Linked DNA regions of Mus musculus: region 2 is linked to region 1. The links are chromatin contacts, called in public promoter capture Hi-C maps. All regions are on one chromosome and are shown on one strand. The core of a region is the stretch at or near the end of the contact, and the rest is flanking DNA. Distances in the headings are between cores, read along the strand shown. Region 1 holds the start of Pde7a (phosphodiesterase 7A). Region 2 has its middle 22 kb from the start of Gm31813.

Region 1 (6,154 bases), core at 3,531-6,030:
GAGGTCACAGTTTATTTGGTATTTGGGTGGGGTGGGGGGGGGTGGGGGGGTGGGGGGGTGCTTTTCAGGGTGGGATTGTTGGGATTTTTGGGTTTCTGTGGCAAGTTCAGCTGTTTCTTGGCCCTAGTTTTGGGGTCAAGTGAGAATCTTTTGGCCCTTTTACCCCACACACCGTCCCCTCTCCAACTTCTTCTAGATCCCCCCATATTTTCCTCCCACTCCTTTTTTCTTTTTTCTCTTTACAAACTTGAGTCCAATTAGTAATGCCCAAATGCACATGAATGTAGGGCCAGGCCACAGAGCATAGATAACCTTTAAGAGGAGAGGCAACACCTCTTAAGAAAACTGACTCTCCTTCTTTAAGCAGCCATTATCTACCAATAACTATGAGCTAGCAGTGGGGCCTCATGAGCGCCCCCTACCTCAGACACACACACAGATGTAGGAATGTGGATTGGCTTGATTCCGTGCTGGTCTTGGACAGGCAGCCTCAGATGCTATGAGTTCATGTGTAGCAGCTCTGTCATGGGTAGGGGACAATTTTATATTTGGCACAGAGAAATGAATCTAGAAGAAGCTTAAAACCTGTTCTGACCCAGAATTAGAACTGAGTATCATTCCTGTATGTTTCCCAGATCTGCTATAACAAATGGCTAGAAGCTGGTTGCCAAAATAGCAGATGTTTAATTCTTCATTGTTATGAAAAGTATAAATCCAAAATTGAGTTGTTGCTCCCTCTGAATGTTCTAGAAGAGAATTTCCCCCTGGGGCTTATAGTAAGAGTTCAGTTATATTGGAAGCTGAGGCTGCCACTTGGCCATTCTGGACCATTCTGGACTCCTAGTTAACTCTCAGAGCCAGGAGGGGATGCTTATGTCATCTCCATAGCTACACAGCCAAAGAAGAAATGCAGGAGACTTTAGCACTGTGCTTGGTACTTGGTGTTCAGACTCTGTGGGTAAACTATAATACTTCCTATAATAGATTGCTCAGGGAAGGTTTGGTCCACTCATAAGGCAAGGAACCTTACCAGCTAAGACATTTCCTGAAGGCAAACTGAGTATGCAATGGTCATGATAGAGAGAGAGATGGCATTTATGAGTGATAGTCATCTGAACACTAGCACATGCAGTTACAAGGACAGACGACAAGAGGTATGAGTATTTTGACATAGATCTGTACATCTTAATCAATTATTTTCTACTTCTCTCTATCTCACTCTTCCAATACTGGTTAATGCTAGGTAGCCTTATACGCTAGTTTTTAAGTTTCAGAATATTAGGGAGGTTCTGTCATTTGCCACATGTAGGAATGAATGTAACTCAAAGACCTTATAATCTCTTTTGGATAGGGAATGATCTGGCTAGAGCTGTACAAGAGAAAGCTACATATTCCAGGAAGAAGTATGAAATGCTTAAGTGATCATGGATGTCAGGGTGACATGGATAGATCTGGAGTGATTCTGCCCTGATAATCAATTTTGCTAACTAGGTCTGCATTTCCCAGACGTTGCCTTCTTCCCCATCCCCCATGCCCCATTTTTATGGCTCTGGTTTCAGCTACCCATAGCAAAGACTTGCAAGATTTGAAAGGTGGATATGAAGTCATTATATGTGGAAGGTCTATAGAACATTGTAGACATTGTGCAAATGTCTTGTTCTGTCAACTTGCCTCATGGTAAGGAGTAGTACCCCAGGCCTGAAGCATCTCTATTCTCTGTGTCCAGGGCTAGCTCCTTAGCTAACAGCACGAGCATCTTCTGGGTCACTGGGGTGAGACACAGTGAGGAAACAACAAGGGTTCCAATTTTCTTCTCATAGATCACAACTTGTCCAAGCCTCTGACTTCTTTGCAGCTGCCTAGTGACTTCACACTCACTACCAGACATTGAAGCTGAAGGCTTTCATAAACCTCTTTACTAGGTCCCCTCCCTGCTGCCACTTTAGTGGCTTTTCTATAAGCCTGTAATCATTCCTTCCTAACCTTACCACACCAGCTTCTCCATCAGAAAGCCTGGTATAGTAACACATCTCTACAATAAATCCTTTTTGCACCACTTTTAGTGATTCTGCTTCTTTGATCCATATTCATACTTTGCTATTTCATAGCACTGTACTAAGTAACCATCTTCTTTGGGCAGTTTTAGAATCATCTTGTTTAAAATACACTGGACTATGTTATGTTCCATGGTCATGTTAAAGTGCTGTAAGTCTGTATATTCAGAGGACATTCTTGTTAAACATCCAAGTCTTGTGTATTCCACTACATTATAGTATAGTATAGTATAAAACATACTAGCATATAAAAGTATAAAAGCATCCTTTGTATGGATCTTGATTTTCTTTTCTATTTCTTTATTTTTTGTTGCTTTAGGTAAAGGGATTTCTTTCATTACTTAAGTTTAAAGTTTCTCTCTGTGGTGGTTCATTTTGTGCCATGTTGGTTAGGCTGTAACATCCAGTTGTTTGGCCCAACATAGGTCAAGATGCTGGCAACACTTAATCTCTAGATGTTAAGCAGATTACCCTCTTCAAAGTGGCTGGGCCTTGTCTATTCTGTTAAAGGGTTTAAGAGTGAAGATTTGCACTTTCTTTCTGAAGACTCCAGCATAGAAAGAAATCCTGCCTATCTTTTCAGCCTGGCAGTTTTCTCTTATCAGTTTCAGATCCCAGAATGCAAAGTCCACTATTACTGTCTGTCTGTCCATCTACTCTCTAGACATCAGCTTTAGCAATCTTGAGCCAATCTCTTGAAATCTCTCTTTAACATCTCCCCTCACCCTTTCTGGAGTTCCTCTGATGCACCCTAATGCCTTCCCAACAATACAGAAAACATAATACTGCATGCTATGGTGGAAGACATGGCTCTCAAGTCAGACCAGCGTTTACTAAGGAAGTGACTTAGTTTTGGAAAGGGACTGCTCATTTGTATAAATAAGATCAAATTACTATGTGTTGGGTAAAAATACTGTATATAAAATACCTGCCAGGGCTCTTGGCTCAAACAAGGACCCTGAAATAGACCTTACTGGAAATGTACTGTTTAGTTGCCTATTTAGTAGTGAGTCTTATTATTTAATTAATCAAATATTTGGATATTACTAAATGTGGTATATTTTACTCAATGAAATTTTACCAGTATCAACTTTGTGTAGAGGTACTCAAATTTGTTGTTGTTGTTTGAGATAGAATCTCACTATGTAGTCTGCCTGGTTTTGAACTCACTATGATACTTGAGCTTATCTTTAACTCTCAACTCTTCATCGTGTTGCCCTAGCTTTCCAAAGGCAGCGATTACAGGTTTGTACCACCATGTCCGTACATATCACTTGAGGTTAGTTCTTGAGATTTATCTGTCCTAGGTGTAGGGCAAGTTTGTTTCTAGGAATCTACTTCCAATTTAGTCAGCTGATAAACGACTTTCTGAAGACTAAGTGGCCCACAGTGCTCGGTGTAATCCCAAGTGAGATGCTTAACACATCTACTACAGGGACTAATTAGGATTTCAAAAGCAGTGAGATCAGTTGCTGCACTAAAAGAATCTCATTAGTGCTTCTTCATCTAGTGAAGGCAAATTCCATGACACAGAACGGATCGTAAAACATGATGAAGACCTGGCATGTAGAAAATACACAGGGGCACGAGGTTTAAATAATAAAAGAATACACCTTCCACCTTTGTCCGTTTATCTGATCATGTACACTCGGTACTCAATTTATAGCATCATTAAGCCCAGGCTCAGCACTGTACTTCTTCTAAGACCTGCCACCTTGCCAATCTTAAATAACTGGGAGACTAGATGCCCTGAGAAATGATCCAAATCTATTTTGCCAGGGGGCGGGGGTGGGGGTGGGGGTGTGGAGCTCGTTCATGCTAAAAGTATCTGATGCTCAAAGCATCAGAAACAGTCGGCTCCTGCAGAAAAGCTTTGGCAGTTTGGGGCAGAAACTTAAAAGAACAAGCAAATTATATCCTCACCTTACCAAAACAGGTGAAAAGCTCTCTTACATCCTAGCCAGCAAACACTAACAAAGAAGGGCGATGGTTGGCTAGGGGAACTTTTGGTCTCTTTGTCATCTTTGTCTTCCCAATATCGTCATTTCTCATTTTCTTGGTTGCAGAATTTCACTTTTCTCCATCCAAAGACCCTCCTTCTCGCTCGGGAGTTTTTGGTCTTTTTCTGCTCTGCAGGCCCCGAAAGTCTGGGGCCTCACTTGCCAAGGGAAGCCACTGGAACCTTGCCTAGGTAGGGCACGGACGGTGACATAGCGGGAGCACTGAGCCCCCGAGATCTGCTGGCGTCACCGCCGCAGCGGCCTCCCGCGACGCCCTAGTACGGGAATTCCACAGGGGACGCGCGCGGTGCCCCGACGGGCGGAGCACGGAGAGGGCGCCCGGTGCTCTGGGCATTTTGGATCTGTCGGACGAAACAGCGCCGATCCGGTAGGCCGAACAAACTCCGGGTCGGTGCGCCCGAGGATGCCCCACGTAACTCTCCTGCGCACGCGCCGCGGGTTGCGGGGAGGGAGCTGCGGGGAGGCGGGAGGGGCCGGGGGGGCGCGGGGCGCGGCGCGGCGCGGCGCGGCGCCTAGCGCAGCGGACGCGAGCAGCCCTGTCCGGACAGCCGGCGGGCTCCTGGGCGCGGCGGCGGCGCGGGGCGCGGGGCATGCGGCGCGGCGTCGTGACGTCACGGTGGCGGCGGCCGTGGTTGGCGCAGGGTCCGCTGCTGCAAAGTGTGAATTACGCCGGGCTCGCGCCGGCGGCGGAGCGGAGTGAGGCTCGGGGGAGGGGAGGGGGCAGGGCTCCGGCGGCCGAACTGCTCTACGCTCCGCGCCCGTGCTCGCGGCCCGGGCCAGCTCTCGCGCCGCGGAGCGCCTGGGCGGCGGGTTCCCCTTTAACGCCGCCCGCCCGGCTTCCCGAGCCCGCTGCAGCCCTTCCCGCCGCCAGCCGCGCGGAGGGCCGGGAGGCGTCGGCGGCCACTAGCGCCGCCCGCCCCGCGCGCGCCTCGGCCCCGGGTCCCCGCGGCGCGGCCCCCTCGTAGCGCAGGGGCGGGCGACCGCGGACTGGCGGGCGCCGCGCGGATCCAAGGCGGACGTGTTCAATGGAAGTATGCTACCAGCTGCCGGTGCTGCCCCTGGACAGGCCGGTCCCCCAGCACGTCCTCAGCCGCCGAGGAGCCATCAGCTTCAGCTCCAGCTCCGCGCTCTTCGGCTGCCCGCATCCCCGGCAGCTCTCGCAGGTAACCGCCGCCCCGGGGCCCGCAGCTCGGTGCTTTTGTCTTCTGGAGGGACTCGGGCCATTGTTCCCGCCTCGGTAGGCTGGCCTCCCCTTCCCGGAGTCTTTCACCCTCGGCTGTGCTCGGTGCCCCTGGCCTCTGCGACCCTCGCCGCGGCTAACCCGTCACGCCCGCTGGTAGCCCCAAGCCATGACTTTATCCTCCCCTCCTTTCTCTGTGTCTCCTACCAGTTGGGCCTCTTGTCCCCTTAGTCATGACCCTGAGCTCACCTTTTCGCCCCCCACCCCCTAGCCCTCCCCCACACCTGTGCAGGTTCTCGAGCCTTGCAGCGCTGCGGGTGCTGAGTTTCTCAGAACAATAGGCCTAGTGGTCCCATTGTGGTCCTCACCCGAACTGCGAACTGCTGCTTTGTAGGGAAGGGGCCTAGGTGTCAGGAACTAGTGTGCAAAGTTGATGGTTTCCAATCAGTTTTCTCGCTTGATAAAGGCGGCTTTAGTTCAGAAACCACTGATGAGCATTCACAAAGGACTTTGTTTCCGATGGCCCAACACCAGTTGCTGTTGAACATTAAAAAAAAAAAAATTTTTTTCTGTGACGTCCTTGGCTCAGCTCTTTAGTTGGGTTAAATTTGGTTGCCAGATTTAGAATAAAGAGGAAGAATTTTACTTTGTTTACATATGAACCTGGTGCCCTCATTGCCTGCTGCCAGAAGTTCTGTGTTTATGAGATTACTTTTGGGACGGGTACTGGAGGAGTGTGCTTACATTTGCTGGTCTAGACTCCAATCAGTGAGCCTCAGCCATTCATCCATCCATCCATCCATCCATTCATTCGTTTATTTGTGTGCTTGTTTATGGCAGGGCCTTTCTAAATTGTTCAGTCTTGCCTTTAACTCATGATCTTCCTGCTTCAGACTTCC
Region 2 (5,946 bases), core at 1,464-3,963, 2.7 Mb before region 1:
CGTATACAACACACATGCACACGTTGCTTTGTACTCAAGATCCCATGAATCTAAGGATTAATTTATATTATCTGAGACCCTTGGGAACCAGCGATAGAGATAATGTATTGTGAAGAGAATGGATATGTAGCTTAGTTGGTTGAGTGTTTGTCTGCATAGCGTGCAACCCTGGCTTCAGTGCCAGCATTGTAGGAAGTGGTGTTGTATGCCTGTAATTCCAACTCTTGTAAGGTAGAGGTAAGAAGGCCATGCCATCCTCAGCCTCACAGTAAGTTTGAGCCTCACAGTAAGTTTGAGGCCAGACTTGGAATATATGAGACTCAGTCTTGGAATATTTTTTATAAAAATAAGAAAATGATAAAGCATGACAAATCTGTTAGTCTTTAAGGAATCATTTTTACTCCTAGTTAAAGATGTCTACAGAATCATAGCTATGAATTTCACTTTACAAATGACAAATTTTATGTTAATGATCTCATTTAACTCTCTGCACATAATCTAAGCACCAAAGAATGCCTCATAATATAATTTCCAGGATTTGCCTCCCTCTCTCCTCCTGTTTTCTCAGGTGTTAGAAACCTATTACTAACCAACCTATATAGAGATGGCATTTATTGGACGGACACTGCAGACATGCACACTTTGTTTTACTGTATAGACTTCCAGGAAGCACTGACAAATGAGATCCAGGAAGAGCCAAGATGTCACTGGGCCTTGAATGCTGACCGTTGAGAATGGGAGGGTTGTCTGTATTCTCCTTCTGCTCTTCTTTCTGTGTTGGCTGAGTCCCTCACTGGCTTGGTCTAAGTAGAAGAAGAGATGTTTACCAGAAATACATGATTCCATGGAACGGATGAGAACATTTGAGAACAGATTTCAACTCGGACTTCCTGGCACGGCTATGGGCTGTGAAGAAGAGTGATGGTCTGTGGCTGTCTCCACAGGTGCCATGGATCAGGGCCTTCACATGTGGGTGGGAAGTGTGCTTATCATCATAGTGAAGGTGCAGCCTGGGAGAGTAAGAAACTGAATACTGGAAACAAGCTAGGTGTGTACTCCTGCTGATGTGTGCTCCACATAGTGCCTCAGGGTCTACATGTTCTGTCGATTATATCATTCTATCAAAGGAGTCCTCAAGACACCATGCATGACTATATACCCATTCACAGTGAGATGAGGATCGCTATTAGTGGAAACCCCTTGTGAGTGTTGCTTTTCAAGGTAGCTAAATCTTCTTTAGTTCAATCTAAAATAATGAAAGCCCTGCTTTATTCAGGCCTAAGGTACATACACATGGCAGAAACATGTTCTCCTCACTTCCTGGGTTAAAGGTGAGACTGCTGAGGGAAGAGCAATGAGGAAACAACTCATGACCACAGAAAGGGGTGTCAGTCAAGACTGTTTCCTTATGTAACAGTGGATAGTGAGATAACGGCTCAGGGTTTGCGTTAGACTTTAAACTCCAACGGACGAAGCTGTTGCCTCCCACGGCGTCTCTGTGTGCAGATGTCACAACCACCCTCCCTGGAGGAAAGGAACATGAGAGAAGATTTGGGGAAGAAAAGCCACAGCTCAAGGAACTGAAAAGGAGTTGTTGCCTTCCAGGCAAGTGTGTAGGCTAGGGAAGGCCCCGAGCAGAGCATGCTGTGTGTGTTAGGAGCCTGACGACTTGGACCATGTGAATTTTCTCATTTCTTGTTACTTCTAATGCTATTGATCAACTGTGTGAAGGGAACTTTCTCTGCACCTTCTGCTTTCACAGTAAGAGCCCAATATTCATGTCTGGTTTTGGTAGTGAGTCTAGACTAACAGTGAGATGGGTAAGGGAAAGAGAAAACCTCCCCCCCCCCTCCCCTTTGTGGTTAATGGTGTCAGAGGCTGTAGGAGACTGGCAGGTGTTTAGAAACCAGCGTGAGTCATTCTGCATCTCAACTTGGCTGGGCTATGGGGCTGCATATTCAGTCAAGCATTATTTTAGATGTTTCTGTAACATCTTTGGGTGAGATTAACATGAAAACCAATGGATTCTTTGTGCAGCAAGAATACTTTTTATGACATGGTGGGTTCCGTCTAGTCAGCTGAAGGTCTTACTAAAGACTGATGCTGACCCGAGAAGTTTAGATTTAGTAAGGCCCCATAATCACGTGCATTAGTTCCTGAGGAGATACTTACTCCTCTAACCCTCATCTGTAGGAGGTTCAGCTCGCTAACTTGGAAGCTCTTTCTACAGTCAACCATAATGTAGAGATTGTTCCAGCAAGAGTTCTGAAATCAGGAAAAATACAACAACAACAAATTTAAATGCCCAAATATCAGAGGCTATTTATTTTATTCAGTCCTTTCCCTTGTTTTAAATCAGGGTCTCAAGTTGTCTGGTTTCCTTTGATATTTCTATATAGTTTAGGATGACCTTGCAGATATGTGCCACCACAATCCCTTTACACAGTGCTGGGGATTGATCCTAGGTCTTTGTGCTCATTCGACAAGTACTCTGCCAACTGACATACATCCCTCAGCCCTCATCATCAGCTTTTGACACAGAATTTTTGGCAGGGTACCTGTTGGCTTGGTACAGAATGTGTCTGTCCCCTGAGCCAACATCTTCTTAAAATGGCAGACGAAAATAAACCCAGCTGAGTTGGAGATAGTCATCCTGGCAACCACACATCTACTTTTTCCTGGAACATCAACTCTTAGGCAAGGACTATTTGCCTCTGTGCTAACTCAGGACCAGGACCAAGTCCTAGAGAACACCCCGTACCTCTGATGACTCTGAGAATGGACTCTGCCAGTGTAAGTGACTGGACTTGGCTTGGAACTCAGTGTTTTCTCAATTGCAGATCTTCACAAAGCTTGTGTTAATTGTTCTCCTACAACAGATAAGCCTAAGGTGTCCTGTTTAAGGAAATGTTCCTCTTTGAAAAAACTGCCTGTACTATAAACCCCTCCCTGAGGGGAGGACGAGAAATGTGCCCAGCTCCAAGATGTGGCCAGACAGCATTGTACAGCCTGGTAACTCTAGTCAGCCCCACCTTCAAGGATCCAAGTTCAGCAGAGGTGAAGAGTGCTTTCGTTCTGGTCACTCATTCACCAGGGGAAGCTGGACACCATCCGGTGAACCTGGTCTTGTGAAATCAGACAACCTAATTGCCCTTTACAGCTTGGTAAATGATATACTCCAACTGTGAGGGCTAAAGTTATATTTTAAGTTTTAATTCCTGTGCTGAAGGGATCTATAAAACAAAAATGTCTCTAACCTATAATGCAGATAACTTTCTCTGCCCACGGACAGATAACTTCCTGGATTCTGGGGGCTACTATTCATGCAAGATAACAAGCCATGAAAATGTTTTCACTTCTGTAAACAAGGTTGGTTGCTTCAACTTCTCAGGATGTCCTTAATCACATGGACCAGGAAGTACATAGGCAGGATGTATGCTTACCCCCAAGGCAGCAAATACACAGCCTTGTAGGTTGTGCCTTTATAATCACCAGATTAGCACAGTGTGAGGCCGTTTTCTGGGAATCCTGAGTATGGATCTGGGTAGAGTCCATAGTCTTGGCCAGCATTTAATAAAACTTACTTTAATTTTGGCTCAAAAATTGGGATAATGGTCCTATTCTCTCCCAGTAGGATCAACAGTAGGGCTCATAAAAGTTAATCCAGACCCAGGCTTCCAAGCTGATACCCTGGGTGATGAGCAGAGTGTCTAGTTGTCTAGCTGTGGATAGGACAAAAACCCTCAGAGGTTTCTACACCACTCTTGGAATCTTTGGAGAGGCCTTATATGCTGCCTCAGTAACTTAAGTGCTGGGACGGGGCATATAACTCAGTTGTAGAGTGCTTGCTTTGCATTCACGAAGCGCTGGCATCTGTCTCGGCACCATGTAAGTAAGGAACTGTAACACATTCTTGTGATCCTCTAATTTTGGAGGTAGAGGAAGAAGAATCAGTGTTCTTGGTTCTCCTCAACTATGTAATTAGAAGGGTCATCTAGGCCTAGGTAATACTCACTAAACTAAAAACCAAGGCAAATAACAACAACGAAAACCAACACAGATTCCATACACATCGGAAAAGCAGACTCTGGAGAGATTTCTAGAATGTTCTCCAATTTGGTTCATTCTCCAGGTTTTTGTTCTGTTTTGTTTTGTTTTTTACTTTCCAACTAATGAAACTATTTTATGTTGACAGCTAAAGTGGTTGGCTTTAGTGATTTTTTTTTTATTTCTTTTGGGTTGTTGAGCTTTGATCTTCCTCTTGGGGTATGACTTACAGTGGGCAGTGGCACCGTACTCTCAGTTTGTGGTCAGCCTGGGATCACAAATGTGAGCAACCAATACTCTCCAGCATGGTTGCTTAGCTGGTTTGTCCAGTAGGTGATGGGTGTTAAGTGATATTTTCATCTACTGAGGGGCTTATCAGGATATGATCTCATTGTGGTTGAGTAGCATCGTTAATTGTTTTGAAAACACTATTAACTATGGATTCCTTAAGACTTAATCTGTGTCAATTTATTTACATATGTTGCCTGTTTAAATCTTAACACATTTCACATCCAGTAGTCTTATTCCCCTAGAATCAGCAAAAAAGCAATGGTGTTACATAGCCACAATACCAGAATCATTATTCACTCTCTGTCGTGTGTGTGTGTGTGTGTGTGTGTGTCCTTATGCAGAGGCCAGAGAAGAGTATAGTATGTCTTTCTCTGATGGTTTCAGTTCCTTGAGACACTGTCTCCCACTGAACCAGAAGATTAGCATTTAGTTGGAGTTGCCTGGCCAATGAACTTTCAGAATCTGCCTGTCTCTACCGTGCAAAGCTGAGGGTATACAAGAGAGCAGCCAGCCATGCCTGGCTTTTTACTTGCATGTTGGAGATTTGATCTCAGGTTTTCATTCTTGCAAAGCAGGAGCTCTTAGCCATTGGGCCTCTTGAGAGGCATTATTTAAAATCAGGAGTACCTGCTACCACTACTCACATGTTGGAATCCTGCTCCCTGAAAGGCAGTGTCTGGGTCATTTCCCTGGTTTACCTTGAAGGTAAACTGCAGCCAGGGCAGTTTTACCAGGGGAAAGTAGGAGTGGGTGGAAGGTCCACTTTTTTTTCCTTGGAAAGATTCTGCAGCTCTGTATGGAAATCAAGAATGCAGGAAATAAGAATAACTGAATTTTGAGTCATCTTTGGTAAGCACTGTGTCAAATTTTAAATGGCAAGAAGCTAGCTGGGGAAGAACACAGTATTTTTAGAAGCTGAAATTTATTTTAACCAAACAAGTTAAAGAGCATGTGTTACATCTCCACTCCTGCTAGGATCTTTCAGATGACTCCTGCTGTGTTTTAAGAAAGAAACTGCTTAATGAAACTTACTATTTTGTAGGGTAACTAAAAAGGTTAATAATGGGGAAAAAAGGAAAGCTGTTCCTTCCATTAAGAACTGCAAAGTTGTTTTATTTTGCTTAACATTTCTTTATTCAGTGTGTGTTTGGAACAGCAGGGGGTGGGGAGGCTCTTGTTGGCTGGAGCACCTGAGCAGAGGTCAAGGGACCTCTGCTGCCTCTTTCTGCCACGTGGGCTCTGGGTATTGGAAGCGCTGTTGTACAACAAATCACCTTGCCAGCCTTGCTTGGATGTTTTTGAAAGTCACCCAAATTCTTTAGTCAAGTAGTAATGAGAAAATAAGCTTCATTTATTATTTACTTAGAATGGAATCACCAGAAATTGCATAGTTACTGCTGACTTGAATCTTTCCAGCTAGATATTTAAATAGATGGACTATATAAAAATGGTATTATGATACAAATGTTCTGCCACAGTTGATAGAATACTTGCCTGGCACATACAAAGGTCTGTGTTTGATCTTCAGCACTACGTATACCACACATGGTGTGCATGCCTGTAATCCTAGCACTCTGAAGGTTCACACAGGAAGATCAGAAGTTCAGT

What was found. Promoter capture Hi-C pulls out the DNA fragments that hold promoters and counts their contacts.
Region 2: a promoter capture Hi-C map of pre-B cells shows a contact between it and region 1, with 11 times the contacts expected there. The contact joins the enhancer-like site here to the promoter of Pde7a in region 1. A contact is called at or near these places in 3 of 39 promoter capture datasets (the C10 cell line, cranial neural crest and pre-B cells) and 3 of 115 datasets of contacts at active chromatin or transcription factors (double positive thymocytes, large pre-B cells and thymic regulatory T cells).

The regions. Positions count from the first base shown.
Region 1 is chr3:19,309,948-19,316,101 of GRCm38.p6, reverse strand. It overlaps Pde7a (phosphodiesterase 7A), which reads left to right and starts at 4,780. Exons shown (of 13, transcript NM_001122759.2): 1 at 4,780-5,238. The coding sequence starts at 5,101.
Region 2 is chr3:21,983,803-21,989,748 of GRCm38.p6, reverse strand. No RefSeq gene overlaps it. Among named protein-coding and RNA genes, the nearest start is that of Gm31813, 22 kb to the right of the region's middle. Within about 2 kb of position 2,713, at least 164 of the 459 cell types and tissues checked have an H3K27ac peak or open chromatin away from gene starts, as enhancers often do. A contact at or near this core is called in double positive thymocytes, pre-B cells and thymic regulatory T cells, where this site is marked.